Regions from separate parts of the Mus musculus genome. Here all the other regions are linked to region 4. A link is a contact called in public Hi-C and HiChIP or PLAC-seq data. All regions are on one chromosome and are shown on one strand. The core of a region is the stretch at or near the end of the contact, and the rest is flanking DNA. Distances in the headings are between cores, read along the strand shown.

Region 1 (3,073 bases), core at 225-2,724, 1.2 Mb after region 4:
TGCCCCCCACCCCCAAAGACCCAGTCCCCTTTCCTGCCCTATTCTGGGGCCTAGGTACTCCAAGCCTCAGTTTACAGTTCCAACTGCTCTTCATGGCCTCATAGATATCTAAATCCGGTCCTGAGAACTGGCGAAGAATAAGGTGAGAGAATTTTCTCAAGCCTTTGTCACCAAATCTCCCAAGAACCCCCTCCCCCTCTTCACCCCCAGATTACCCCCATCCACCCCCCCCCCCCGCTCCCTCCAGCACAGATGGGCCTGGGAGACAGTAACGTGGGCGCCAAGCTCGGTGTCTGCTGGAGCGGCGGCTTCCGCTGGCGACCGCCTCCGCAGGCCCGCCTGCTCCGAGTATCGGGGACACTGGGGCTGAGATTTAATGATTTACTAGGGGGCTGGGGGGCCAGAGATGACAGTGCATGAGGGTGCTAAGAAAGAGGATCATGAAAAGCTGAGGTAAAAGATTAAAGGGGGAACTATGAGCTATGAGATTGCAGACTATGGAAGCAGGGAATTGAATTAAGAATTAAGACAAAAGGCGGGAGATGGAGGGGGAAGTAAAAAGATACAGAACAGGGCAGAAATTTGGTGTGAGGGAAGACCAGGTATCACAGGGGGTAAGAAAAAGGACGGGGGGGGGGGGCGGGCAGCGAGGAGAAGATGGAAGGTTAGTTTATAACGAGGTTGAACTGGACACTGTGGACTCCAAGTGGCTGAGAAGCCACTGCTCCTAAGCGAGCCGCTGTGAAAGGACTGAAGATGGAGGGCATCTGGACAGAGACTCAGGAAGGTGTTACCAGTTACTAGCGCAGAGGATAATCACAGGGGCACTTAGAATCTCAGCTCTATCCGGCTCTGTTTTGTGTTACAGTTAAACCATGGCAGGTCAATCCCAGGTCAAGACAAGGGAAAGCTAAACCAGGCCAGGTCAAGTTGGATCACAATCTGATAGAAGACGAGTAAGAAGGGATGAGCTTTGGATACTGATCCAGAGCCTTTGCCTCTCCTTCGACTCGAAAGAATGCCTGGTGTCACCAACAACTGATGAGTGCAGCTTTCCTAATAGGTTGTCTTTGAGGTTGCACTCGTTCCAGAAGGTTCTCCCTGGACTCAGGCGGTGGCTAGAATGTCTCACCTTCTCATACTGGAGACTGGACTAATATAGTTGCCCACACTGGCTTGGGTCGAAATCACAGGGACCAGCCAATAAAATCAAAGGGCGCCTGGAGTTGCCTCCCTATGTTCTTTTCACCAATAACACGACGAGATGGAGAAGAGGTGTGGTTGATTGATCCCAGAGGGCACCAATCACACCCACACCAATCACTGCCCGGAATGTGTGCGCGTGTGGCCGGGTGACAGGGGCGGAGAAGAGGTGGCTATCACCCGGACGCTCGTTGAGAGGTATCCAATCACAGAAGAGTCTGAGCTGAGTGACGGATAGACCGGGCAATGGGAAGCGCGGAGGCGGAGCCGTGGGGGCGGGCTCCCGGTCCCGCTGTCTGCGGCCGGCGGGCAGGCGACTCCTGTCCCGAGTGGAGGCGGCGGAGCCGGAGCCGGGGGAGGGGGCAGCGGCTGATAGAAGGACCGCGGCGGCGCCCGCAGCTCCTCACCGGTGAGGGCGCTGAGCGAGGACTCGGGGGTCCCGGGAGTGGGGCGTCGAGAAGAGAGGTCCTGGTATGGGGGGTTGGGACACCGTGGGCCCATAGTCTCCTCTGTCGTAGGGGTGAGGGGCCTGGGAGCTCGGGGTCTGCCAGGTGCTGGGTATCTGCGACAAGGGTCGGGTTGGGTCGGGTCGGATTGGGTTGCGCCGGGCGGAGGCGTTTCTGAGCAGGCCAGCCAGCCAGCTGGGGTGACATCACCGACCCCCCTCCCCCGCGCGAACCCCCTTCCTTCCTCTCCCTGCCGCGCCTTTTGTCCGGGCCAGGCTCGGCTCTGCCCCGCCCCTCCCCGCCCATCTGCGGGGGAGGAGACTCCCCGTCAGTGACTTCATTGAGTAGGTTCTTGGGGATTGGGCTTGGGTCCTCCCCAGAGAGGCGAGAGGAGCTCACTGACTCTCAGGCCCTCACTATCACACCTGTCACAGGTACACACGCTGCCACTCAACAACTACACACTGTCACTGCCAGCCTCACTGTCACACAGCCGAACAGGCGCTCACATCATTCAGCCAGACACTGCTGCACCTGAGAGCAGGTGGCCACTGGATCCTCTCTCTGCACTCTACACCTGGGGACCGGGTCCAGCTCCCTGGGCACGATACAGGCCTTGCTGGGTCACGGCCTCTGGGAATCTGAGGAGGTGGCTTCCAGAGCTACAGCGTCCCAAGCAGGCTCCGGTGGAGCGATCAGAGGTGAGGGGCTTGGCTGGGCATGTTTAAGCGCACAGTGCTGTCCTGCCCACCCCCAGCAGCACCCCCACTGCAGGCTCGAGGAGCTTTCCGGAGCTTCCCACACTTCTGGGGAGAAGACTTCTTAGCCAGCTTGATGTTTAAAATTCAGCTGGAGCCCTTAAAACTTCGAGCGTGGACGCTGAATGGGTTTGTAAAGTTTCGGTAAGTCCCTCCTGAGAAGGGCGCTCATACCCATGCCAAGTCAGATTCTCCACATCAGCCATTCCCTGCATTGCCTCCTTCCTTCCTCCCTGTCATCCTCATCTCCCCCCGGTATGTGCATGAGTCCCCTTGACCTCACCTGTACTTTTGAATGAATTGTACCCCATGTCATTCATCTCTCTCTCAAACTCATGTTTCCACGAATATCTCCAATATTTCAGCTCTTAGGTTCTCCCTCCCAACCCATCAGTAACGTGTGGTCCACTTCAGCCTTTTCCTTTTGTCATCTCTCATCCCTGTCCGTCAGACCCTGTCTCCTCCCTGTACTTGATGGTCCCTCTTGCTATCTGTCCTCATTTTTTCTTTCATCCCTAGCTCTACCTTGACATACTCATTCTTCATCAAAGGCAGAGCCATGCCTTGGGGCTCCTTTGTCATCCTACCACGTGGCTTGTGGGGAGGGAGAGGGAAGGAGGGTGGAAAGAAGGAGGGAAAGGAGGCAGGTCCTGAGAGTTTGCCCTG
Region 2 (3,107 bases), core at 271-2,770, 1.0 Mb before region 4:
CTATTTTTGAGTCCTAGGTGTCTTAGTTAGGGTTTCCATTGCTATGAAGAGACACCATGACCAAGGCAACTCATATAAGGACAACATTTAATTAGGGCTGGCTTACAGGTTCAGAGGTTCAGTCCACTATTATCAAGGTGGGAACATGGCAGTGTTCAGGCAGACATAGGGCTGGAGGAGCTGAGAGTTCCACCTCTTGTTCTGAAGGCAGCTAGGAGAAGACTGGCTTCCATGCAACTAGGACAAGGGTCTTAAAGTCCACACCCACAGTGACACACCTACTCCAACAAGGCCACAGTTCCTATTAGTGCCACGCCCTGGGCCTAGCATATACAAACAATGACGTTAGGAAACCCAAATGACAGGGCAAGTGACATGAGGCCAGAAATCTATCTTGAAGCGCTGTTAGCACAAGAATTTTCTTCAACAATGGAAATGTAGTAAACCTTCAAGCCACACTGATAACTGAGCTTTTGAAGGGCCATTAACACAAGTAAGGAACTGAATTTCCAATTAAACTTAAAGTTGCATAAGCACAAGTGAGTGTGGACTAATGTCCAACACAGACTTGAACTTAAGACTCTCAGCTTCTAATTTCTCAGAGGAATTAGGCTAAGTATTTCACAGACTGGCTCCACTGGCCAACATCCTCACTCTTCCCTCCCCAGACATACATGCAGGCACCTTTACCTGCACATACCATCTTTCAAGAATGCAGCATGGCTCCTGGCTAATACAGGATATCCAGAAGTTTGAGGTTAGACTACCCTACATACTGTTACCCATCTTGAAGAAGAAAAAAAATTGTCCAAGCCCAGTGGCAAACGCCTGTATCCCATCACTGGGAGGTAGGGACAAGAGGATCAGAAATTTGAGGAGGCCAGCTGGGCTACAGGAGACCTCTAAAATTAAGTGGGGAGGAAGGGCCTCTTACGAAATCCCCAATATATGTCGATTTCTCAAAAGTAATTACCCAGCAATTCCAAATTGGTGTCATTTCAAAAACCCCTGCTTTGTTGAATCTCTGCATTGTAAAGAGAAAGACCTTACACTGCTTCCGGCATTCTTAAGGCCCGCTGGGGACACTGCTAGTGCACCTCGAGTTACTCTTGGAAGGCGTTTCTGGCAGAAACACTTTCCTGTCAGGCTGAACAGCCCCGCTGCATGGACTTTGTCCACTCTTATCTCTAAATCTTTTCATGCTGATCTGGCAGCCAACTAGGTACAGGAGCCGGGTGGGGATGGGGGGCGGGGAGGGTGGGAGGCCGGAACAATGCGGCGGAAACAAAACTCTGAAACACGCCCACCTGAGCAAGACCAAGGGGTGGAGCCTAATCCGCCCAGAAGAAAGAAACCTCGAACTCCACCCTCAAGGTCACCGCTCCGAGTTAGCAGCCCGGGCCAAATGCCCCTGCCCGCTTCTAACCCAGCAAACTACGAAGGCAGGCGGACCATTAACTTACCTCGACTGTGGACACCCACAAACTTCACGCTGCTCTACTGCGCCTCGCCGCTTCCGGTGCTGAGAGATGACGTCACAAACGGCTGCCTAGCAACCGGTGATGATTCCAGTATCTTTTCGAGAATTGGCTGGAACGTTTTCTCGCCCGATACCCAGGTAGAACAGTGGCGCTAGCCGCTAGTTGTCCCCCGTGAGGATAGCTCCTTTGCTCGCAGCCTCCCGGTTGTCTGAATCCGGAGAGATTTCAGACAGCAGTCTTCTGTGGCTCATCTACGCAGCCATGTCGCCTTTTAGCACTTCCTCCTCAGGAAGCTTGCTATAAGTTAAAGCCATCTTTGAAAGGGAAAGAACGAGGTTGGAGGTAGTGAGAGAAATTCGTTCTGTAGCCCAAATTGGTCTTGAACTCGCGAGAATCTCCTTAGATTCCCCCAGTGCTGGGATTGCAGATGTGAGCTACCAAACACAGCTTTGAAGCCATCGTTTAAACTACAGGCTGGAGTGCCTTACCACCCACGTTAAAATTACACTTTTCTTTCTCTCTATAAGGAGAAAAAAGACTGAAGAGAGAGACAGAGGAACCCTGCTAAGATTTTTTTTTTATGATGTCTTCTCTAAATGAACTGAGGGCAATCAGCAGGAGGTTGGGATGACATATGTGTACTGATTTTTATAGCAATTCCAGGACGTTCCCTGAAAGTCTTGTATTGTAAATCACTAAAGACTTCTTGGCAGATGAAAGAATTCCTATCTCGTGAGTAAAATCAGAGTGTAGAATCTGAAACGCAGTCGAAACTGAACCTTACGGAGGCCCCCTTTTTTGGGGGTGGGGGGGTTGTTTAGACAAGGTTTCACTGTGCCCTAGACTAATCACAAACTCAAGATCCCCTGCGTCTACCTCTGAAATACTGGGATGACAGGTCTTCGTCCCCACTCTCAGCTAAGAGCTCTTTTGTTTCTTGATCAAATGGGTTACTATTGTTTTCTTGAAAAAGCAGGCTCCACTGTCTGATGGAGATGACAAGACAGGATGGGAGGATGTCCCTGAGAGCAAGGGAAAGCCGTGCTTTTGTTGACAAAGAAGATGCGGGTGTATGTTAGGATCAGAGCAGGAAGGGAGGAGGAATCTCAAGCTGTACAAACCTCAAGGCTGAGAACGTGGTCCATAACTGCCTAAGACATCAAGGCAGATCTGGTGACCCGACAGTTTGCGTTTTCCCTCAGGATTAGGCCTCTTAGCCAAGACTTCTACGCAGTCTCCATTGTGTCTCGTACAGCTAAAAATTAAACTGGGTCATTTGTGCAGAATTGAGCAGAGTTTTCCTAGCCACTGTATTAGGTCTATTCCATTGTCTGCAGTGCACTGACCAGAAAAGCAAGGTTGTTTGGAACAATGCACGGTCAAGGGCGTGGCAGGCACTTAAGACATTCACTGGGGTTCACATTGCTAGGGGACTACGCACCAAAATTTTTTCAGTTTCTCTATGAATCAAACAACTACTAATTTTTGTCACCCTAAAGCCCCACTATTCTGCTCTTAGCTTCCATGGGTTTAACCAATCTGGAAATACCATTTAAGTGAAATCATGTAGTGTTGGTTTTTGTAATCATTTTCTTTCACTTAGCTAGGTGTCAAGTTTCATCTACA
Region 3 (2,928 bases), core at 180-2,679, 1.0 Mb before region 4:
GGTAACACGTAAGCTGAGAAAAGATGTTTCTCAACCAAAACCACAGCACATCATCAAAAAGTCTGTAAGGGAAGTGGCGTAGCTTTAGTGACCACAACAGAGTTTAGTGAAAGCAGTAACGGTGGAGAGGCAGGACAGCTCAAGGTAGAAATCCCAAAATCCGGAGGTTTTTAAGACCACGAGCTAAAGATGTCTTTGGGTAGGTTTGAAGACAGCCTTTCCAGCTCCCTTAGCTCTGGCTACATCCAATTACCTGTGATCTCCATAAAGCACTGAGACAGCCGCTCAGCTGGTAACGCACTGAAGACTTGAGTTGCCCGTGCAAAGGTACGAGAGAACTACAATGGTCCACAAGCCTAGAAACACACAATAAAACGAACATTTAAAGAATCTCATCCCACACTCTGCACTTCCATTAGGAAGTGTGCTTAACTGCTTCTTGTTCACCTGCTGACCTGTATTTTGTGATTTCTCTTATAAGTTTTTAGCTTGTTCCACTTCCAACGAAAGTCCAAGCAAGAGGCCCCGCGGTTAAGAGCATGTACCACCCTTCACAACTGCTCAGAGACAGGAGATTTCAGAATTTGAAGCCAGACTTAAGACTCCATGCCTCTGGCTTCCTTGGGCACCTACACACACACACACACACAGAGGATTCAAAATAAATCTTTAAAATATGTGAACTCTTTCAAGCTTACACCTCCACTTCTTTGATGTATCTATTGTGTTAGTGAATAAGAAAAACATTCACTCTGTCCTTTGAAAGCTTAAGATTCAACTTTGCCAACTATAGATTTTTGAGTCACCAACTGGAAATAAAAACGGTCAGAGAATTAAAACAATAAGCTAAAGCAATTAATTTTGCTTTTGGCCGCTCCTCTGCGGCCAAACTGGGTGGAAGACCATGACCCTCCGTTAGCATGAGGCATTCTAAATGTTTTCCTGTTTGGTGAAGTCCCAGATTCCCTCCGCCCAAGTCGTCAGAGCCAAAAGGATCTGAAGCCTGGGCCAGGCTCGTCCAAAAAGCTCTGACATAAGTGCGCTTGGGTGAAACCAAAGCCTGCGAGGCTGGTTTAGGGAGTAGGCCCGCCTTGCTCAGCATTTCTTGCCCGCAAGGCTCAGAGCTAAGGAGCTGGAGCTGCAGAAAATCAGACTCGCAGCCAGGGCTGGGTTCCACCAATCCCCTTCAGCACAGCGCGCACAACGCCTGAAGCACTCGTCCCCGGCTTACGGGCTCTGGGACATGACCTCTCCACCTCAAGACTTCCGCACTCTGGTTCCTCGCAATAAGAAAAAAAGCCTCTAGAAAATTCTACGAGGCTCGGGAACCCGGGCTTGAGTCCACCCCCACAAGGCCCTTGGGCGCAGCCACTTCCCGCCCCCGCGCCGTTGCCCAGGTAACCGAGGGGCGGTGGCAGCGGCGAGGGGCGGGACTTCCGGCAAGTGACGCGCCGGGGCTCGGCTACAAAAGAGGTCGGCTGCGGCGGGCCGGGCGGAACTTTCCAGAACGCTCGGTGGGTGGTGGAGGAGCAGCGTGTGGCTGAGCTGCGCTGTGCTCCGCTCCTTTCCGCTCTCCGGCGCCGGCCCGCTCACCGGTGAGTCTCCGGCCTCCCTCGGTCGCGGCGTGCGGTCTGGACCCCAGACAGCCGGGGAAGGCGCAGCCGGAGGCGGTTGGTCCCGCGTGGGCGGGGACTGCGGGTTCCTTGAGCCGGCCTCGGGCTTCGGAAGGCTGCCGGGAATGCCCGGCGCCCTGCCCGCCCGCACGCCTCGAGGAGGTCCAAGGCCCAAGCCAATTGGCCTCCCGCCTCATGCTCCTTGCTGCGTACCCCCGCGCTCCGCCGCCCGGGCCGGGTGGGCAGCGCTGCGCACGCGCGGAGCAAGGCAGGGGTGAGGGGCTGCGGGAGGAGCCGGGCGGAGGCTGCGGCTTGCGCTTCTCCTGGCTCTCCTCCCTCTCTTTGTTGAGGTTCGACCTCCCCCCCCCCTCCGCCTTTTCGATCAGGGTGGGAGGGAGAAAGGAAGGAAGCCTTAACGGTCGGCGCCGGGGGGCCCGGGAAACCCAGAGGGCGAGCCAGCTTCCAGGCCTGCGGGGCGAGAGTGGGTAAGCTGCGAGCGAGCAGGAGCAGGATGGCGACGGGGCCCGGGCACCTGCTCCCTGGAGCCGGTCTCCTAAGCCACTCCTCCACCCCCGGGAGTCCAGTGTCGCTTTCCGGCGAGGGTATGGCCTTTATCAGATGTACAAAGGCAGCGGTAATGTACTAACCAGTGGACGGAACCTATCAGTGCTGCTGTGGGTTACTAGCAAAACCTCTGGGGAAAGGAAACCGGAAGAAGCCAAATAATTCATGTGTTAGTGCAGTAGAGTCTGAACCAGCTGCGAGAGAGGCTTTCCTTCGCGTTCCCTGAAATCTATATTTTAATCTGTTCGAGTTTACAGCTGAATCATATCAGGAATTTTTTTTTACCTTTTAAGACGCGTAGGGAAGGCTGTATTAGTATGAAATAAATGCAAAAGAACAGATTGCTTTAGCTCTGGTAGTTAAAGACTACCCGTTAAGAGCCAGTCGTGGCGCACACCTTTGATCCCAGTGCTCAGGAGGCAGAAGCAGTTGGATCTTTTCTACAAAAGTTTAAAGCTGGTTTAAAATTACCATTTTCTGGTTTCAGGCTGTAAAAAATGGTGAAAGAAACCACTTACTACGATGTTTTGGGGGTAAAACCCAATGCCACCCAGGAAGAATTGAAAAAGGCATATAGAAAATTGGCCTTGAAGTACCACCCTGATAAGAATCCAAATGAAGGGGAAAAGGTAAGGGCACAGGCAAACAGCTCAGCAGCAGTGTTGCAGTGTGTGTATCTTTCTGTTCGTGCCTTAAAGTCTACCGTAGCTGTGCTTTGTAACAGTTGTTTCTAATGGGATGTCCTTTTCTG
Region 4 (3,083 bases), core at 237-2,736:
TGAGAGGGAATGAATCATGCTCTCCTTTGCAGGATAGGGTGTGAGTATTTGTCTGCTTGGGGAGATAATAAACTAATTTAGGCTTTAATGGGGCATCCTTACATACTATATATTTCCTGGTTCCTAACCCCTATATTTGGGCATGATATATGCAAATACCCTCACCCAGGTCTTTCTTAGCTCAAGGCTGGGGAACGAACTGGCTGGCCTAGCTCTAGCCTCATACCCTCCACATCAAGTCTAGTACAGGAGACGGAACACTCTGGGATCCCAAAGACAGTGCAATCCCCATCGTAGAGAATACAGAAGAGAATCAGTTTAGAGGCAGAATACAGTTAGTAGTTAAGGGTTTGAGCTTAAGATGTCTGCGGGATAGCCCAGTGGAGGAGACCAGTAGACAAAGATCAATCGGGTTCTCGGAAAGTCTGAAACAGAGCTACACACTGGAAACATAAAGACGTGAAATGAGTAACTGAAATCACGGCAGTGAACGAGCCTGCCTAGGACTTAGGATTCTAACAGTCAAGAGTCAGCTGGAGCCGGAGGCTGAGGAAATGAACGACTTCACTCAAGGCTTGTGTAAAAGGTGAATACTAATATTTAAGGGACTAACACACAAGGGAAGGCACACAAATAGATGCCAAAGGGGGAGAGTGTTTCGAAAAGTTGGTTCTCAAACTGGAACAGAATGTGCTGGTGACAATTTTACAAAAAAATACAGAGACACATCATTACCTTTGTTCCAGAACATTCTTAATTCTACCAGAAGCGCTCCAGTAAATGGTTTCAACATCGTAAAAAGGGATTTTAGGGCACCTCTAAATTTTTGTCAAAATTCAGACACGATGTTCGCCCACATCTGGACACTTAGGGCTCAATTACTAATCTTCCTTTTCTGGGCCTGCTCAGACCTCACCGCTCACCCTTTGGAGCCTGTAGCACCTGTGCTCTGCCTCCTCTAGGACTCCTGTCTACGCGTAATTCATTTAGCAATTAATTTTGCATGGCTCTAGGATGACACTCCACTGCGGGCTTCAGCTCTTACTGAAACTCCCATTAATCAATTTTTAAATGCGTCTGGTCTCCTTAGAACGCCTGTGAGCGCGCGGAGTTTTTGTGAAAGTTGTCACCGAACCCATCTTAAAAAGGCTTAAGCATCTCCCCCATCCCAATCCCCTCGGGAACGGACCTCAAGGGTCCGATTGGTACCAGGAGGTTCTAGATCTTTGTTATTTATTTCAGAGCCTGGGCTGAGGACGACCTGACAGAAGTGGTAGCATCCGACCCTAGGGCAGGGCCAGTGGACCGCTCCTGTCCCGCTCTGCCCCACAAACGGATCAATAGACCGGACCCCTCACCTTCCTGGAGCCTCGGGTCCCGCCCGGCCCGTACACCCAGCGCTCCAGCTCCTCCACTCGAGACTGTAGCCGCTGCACATCGGTCAGAGCCGCCATCGTTTCTGCAGCCTGGCCGCAGCAACCCGGAACAGCCTGAGGGTGGGACGTCCGCCTAAATAAGAAGACTGGCCAATCCGAGAGCACCGTCACGCCTTGTAGGAAGTGACGTCACTGTTTAGGCTTTGGATGTCGGAAATAACCGATGTCAAAGCAATCTGGTTACCTAGGTAACGTTCTGGGTCCTAGTTCTACCCTGGTTTCCAGGACTTGGTTGTCAAGACTTTTAGTGCTCTAAATCCAAGATTCGAAGAGATTTCCTCCCCTCCCCCATTCCCTGAGAGTTAGCGTATAAATATACCTATTATTCCAAGATAGGTTTATACCCATAGATCAGTAGGCAGCTTCTTGGGAGAGACACCATACATTTTTGGAATCTTTTAAAGATCAAGTGATTTGTACGTAAGCCTCTTGTTGTCAGGACGTACACCCAAACAGTCTGATTTGTGACCGCGCTCTGTGTGGTGGTGCTAGGAGAGAAAGGAGAGACAGAAGGATGACTGTAAGTTTGAGGCCAGCCTGCTCTACACAGTGAGTTCAAGACCAGTCAGGGAACAATGTAGAGAAAGCTTGCTTCCCTTCAAAAAAAAGTGCTCTTCTATTCTCTCAGAGCTTTGTTCTTCTGCTTCCACTTGGACAGCTCAATGTAGTCTGTGGATCCCCCACCTCCCAGACCCAAGCAAGAAGAGGAGGCACAGGAGACACGGGAAGTACAATTTTATTTTCCAGATGCAACCCAAGGGACATCTTCACATTCAAATCCAATCCTTCACCTGCTTCCTGAAAAGGAGCAGAATTGACTCAAAGAGGTGGGGTACCAAAGGTGACACTGACATAGGGGTTACATGACGGAGTGATAGGGGTTCTCGGGGGAAAGCTCTTTGGTAGATGCTGCTGAAATTAGCTAGGGAGACAGTGTCTGCCTTTTACGGTGAGGTAGATGGAACGTAATATAAATCCCTTTGGTGTGGAGGTGGCATGCTGACATCAACCAGGACTGGATCCCAGAGTGGGCGTCACATCCTGAAAGAATCAAGGTAGGAGGGTGCCTTCTCCCCCCCTAAGCAATGATATTGGGACTCTTGGTTCTCAGTAGCTGCTTTCAGGGCAAGGTACTGGAAGGGGGCCCTGTAGAGGGTAGAGGTGGAGGATTGGTTGGACCCAAGGAAGCTGGCACAGGTTGGCGTCGAGCAAAGAGGATACCTGATAAAGGGTATAAGAGATGTAAAATTAAAAAATAAACGAGAGAATGTGGGACTCCCACAAAGCACGGACAAGTCCCTCTGACCAGTGAGAAGCTCCTATGCCGTTGTGGGTAGCTTGAAGTAGGTGCGCAATAAATACTCACAGATCTGTGACAAAGCAGACATCCCATGGCAACCATGCTGCATAGACCATGCTGGGACCCCATGCCTTGTAGACAAACTCTTGAATCCATTTTAATGTAACAATCCTCTAAACCCCCAAGCAAGTTCAGATACTCCTGAACGTCATGCTCATAGAGAAAATCTAAAATCCCCCATGCCAATGAAAAAGCCAACTTCATGCCAATATAGACCCTGTAATTCCCATACCAGTGTAGACCACCCCATTGATCTCTAGTGCCACGTTGATACTGCTGATGCCACT

What was found. A called contact is a pair of places that touch in the nucleus more often than the background predicts. HiChIP or PLAC-seq counts read pairs in DNA pulled down with a chosen protein or histone mark.
Region 1: a contact with region 4 is called in an H3K27ac HiChIP or PLAC-seq map of embryonic stem cells, with 8 times the contacts expected there. The contact joins the promoter of Dnajb5 here to the promoter of Dctn3 in region 4. A contact is called at or near these places in 18 of 39 promoter capture datasets (the 3T3-L1 cell line, 3T3-L1-derived adipocytes, the C10 cell line and 8 more), 1 of 15 datasets of contacts at CTCF or cohesin (pro-B cells), 5 of 484 Hi-C or Micro-C datasets (B cells, Th1 cells, embryonic stem cells and 1 more), 10 of 115 datasets of contacts at active chromatin or transcription factors (embryonic forebrain, embryonic hindbrain, embryonic stem cells and 5 more) and 1 of 9 other capture datasets (embryonic stem cells).
Region 2: an H3K27ac HiChIP or PLAC-seq map of microglia shows a contact between it and region 4, with 7 times the contacts expected there. The contact joins the promoter of Aptx here to the promoter of Dctn3 in region 4. A contact is called at or near these places in 5 of 39 promoter capture datasets (fetal liver, liver, neutrophils and 1 more), 2 of 484 Hi-C or Micro-C datasets (CD4 T cells and regulatory T cells), 2 of 115 datasets of contacts at active chromatin or transcription factors (double positive thymocytes and microglia) and 2 of 9 other capture datasets (adipose tissue and liver).
Region 3: a contact with region 4 is called in a Hi-C map of B cells, with 16 read pairs. The contact joins the promoter of Dnaja1 here to the promoter of Dctn3 in region 4. A contact is called at or near these places in 11 of 39 promoter capture datasets (the 3T3-L1 cell line, the C10 cell line, erythroid cells and 7 more), 2 of 484 Hi-C or Micro-C datasets (B cells and Th1 cells), 5 of 115 datasets of contacts at active chromatin or transcription factors (bone marrow-derived macrophages, embryonic stem cells, large pre-B cells and 2 more) and 3 of 9 other capture datasets (adipose tissue, liver and pancreatic islet).

Annotation. Positions count from the first base shown.
Region 1 is chr4:42,948,393-42,951,465 of GRCm38.p6, forward strand. Dnajb5 (DnaJ heat shock protein family (Hsp40) member B5) reads left to right here and starts at 1,475. Exons shown (of 5, transcript NM_001355438.1): 1 at 1,475-1,612; 2 at 2,084-2,551. The coding sequence starts at 2,370.
Region 2 is chr4:40,701,674-40,704,780 of GRCm38.p6, forward strand. It overlaps Aptx (aprataxin), which reads right to left and starts at 1,521. Exons shown (of 8, transcript NM_001025444.3): 1 at 1,464-1,521.
Region 3 is chr4:40,721,039-40,723,966 of GRCm38.p6, forward strand. Dnaja1 (DnaJ heat shock protein family (Hsp40) member A1) reads left to right here and starts at 1,430. Exons shown (of 9, transcript NM_008298.6): 1 at 1,430-1,595; 2 at 2,665-2,806. The coding sequence starts at 2,675. It overlaps Gm6297 (predicted gene 6297), which reads right to left and starts at 1,803. Exons shown (of 3, transcript NR_077226.1): 1 at 1,594-1,803; 2 at 456-629; 3 at 1-356. Mir207 (microRNA 207) reads left to right here and starts at 1,879; the gene lies at 1,879-1,957. It also overlaps a transcript of Aptx not described here.
Region 4 is chr4:41,721,677-41,724,759 of GRCm38.p6, forward strand. Dctn3 (dynactin 3) reads right to left here and starts at 1,487. Exons shown (of 7, transcript NM_016890.4): 1 at 1,359-1,487. The coding sequence starts at 1,454. Arid3c (AT rich interactive domain 3C (BRIGHT-like)) reads right to left here. Exons shown (of 8, transcript NM_001017362.2): 7 at 3,029-3,083; 8 at 2,160-2,657. The coding sequence ends at 2,557.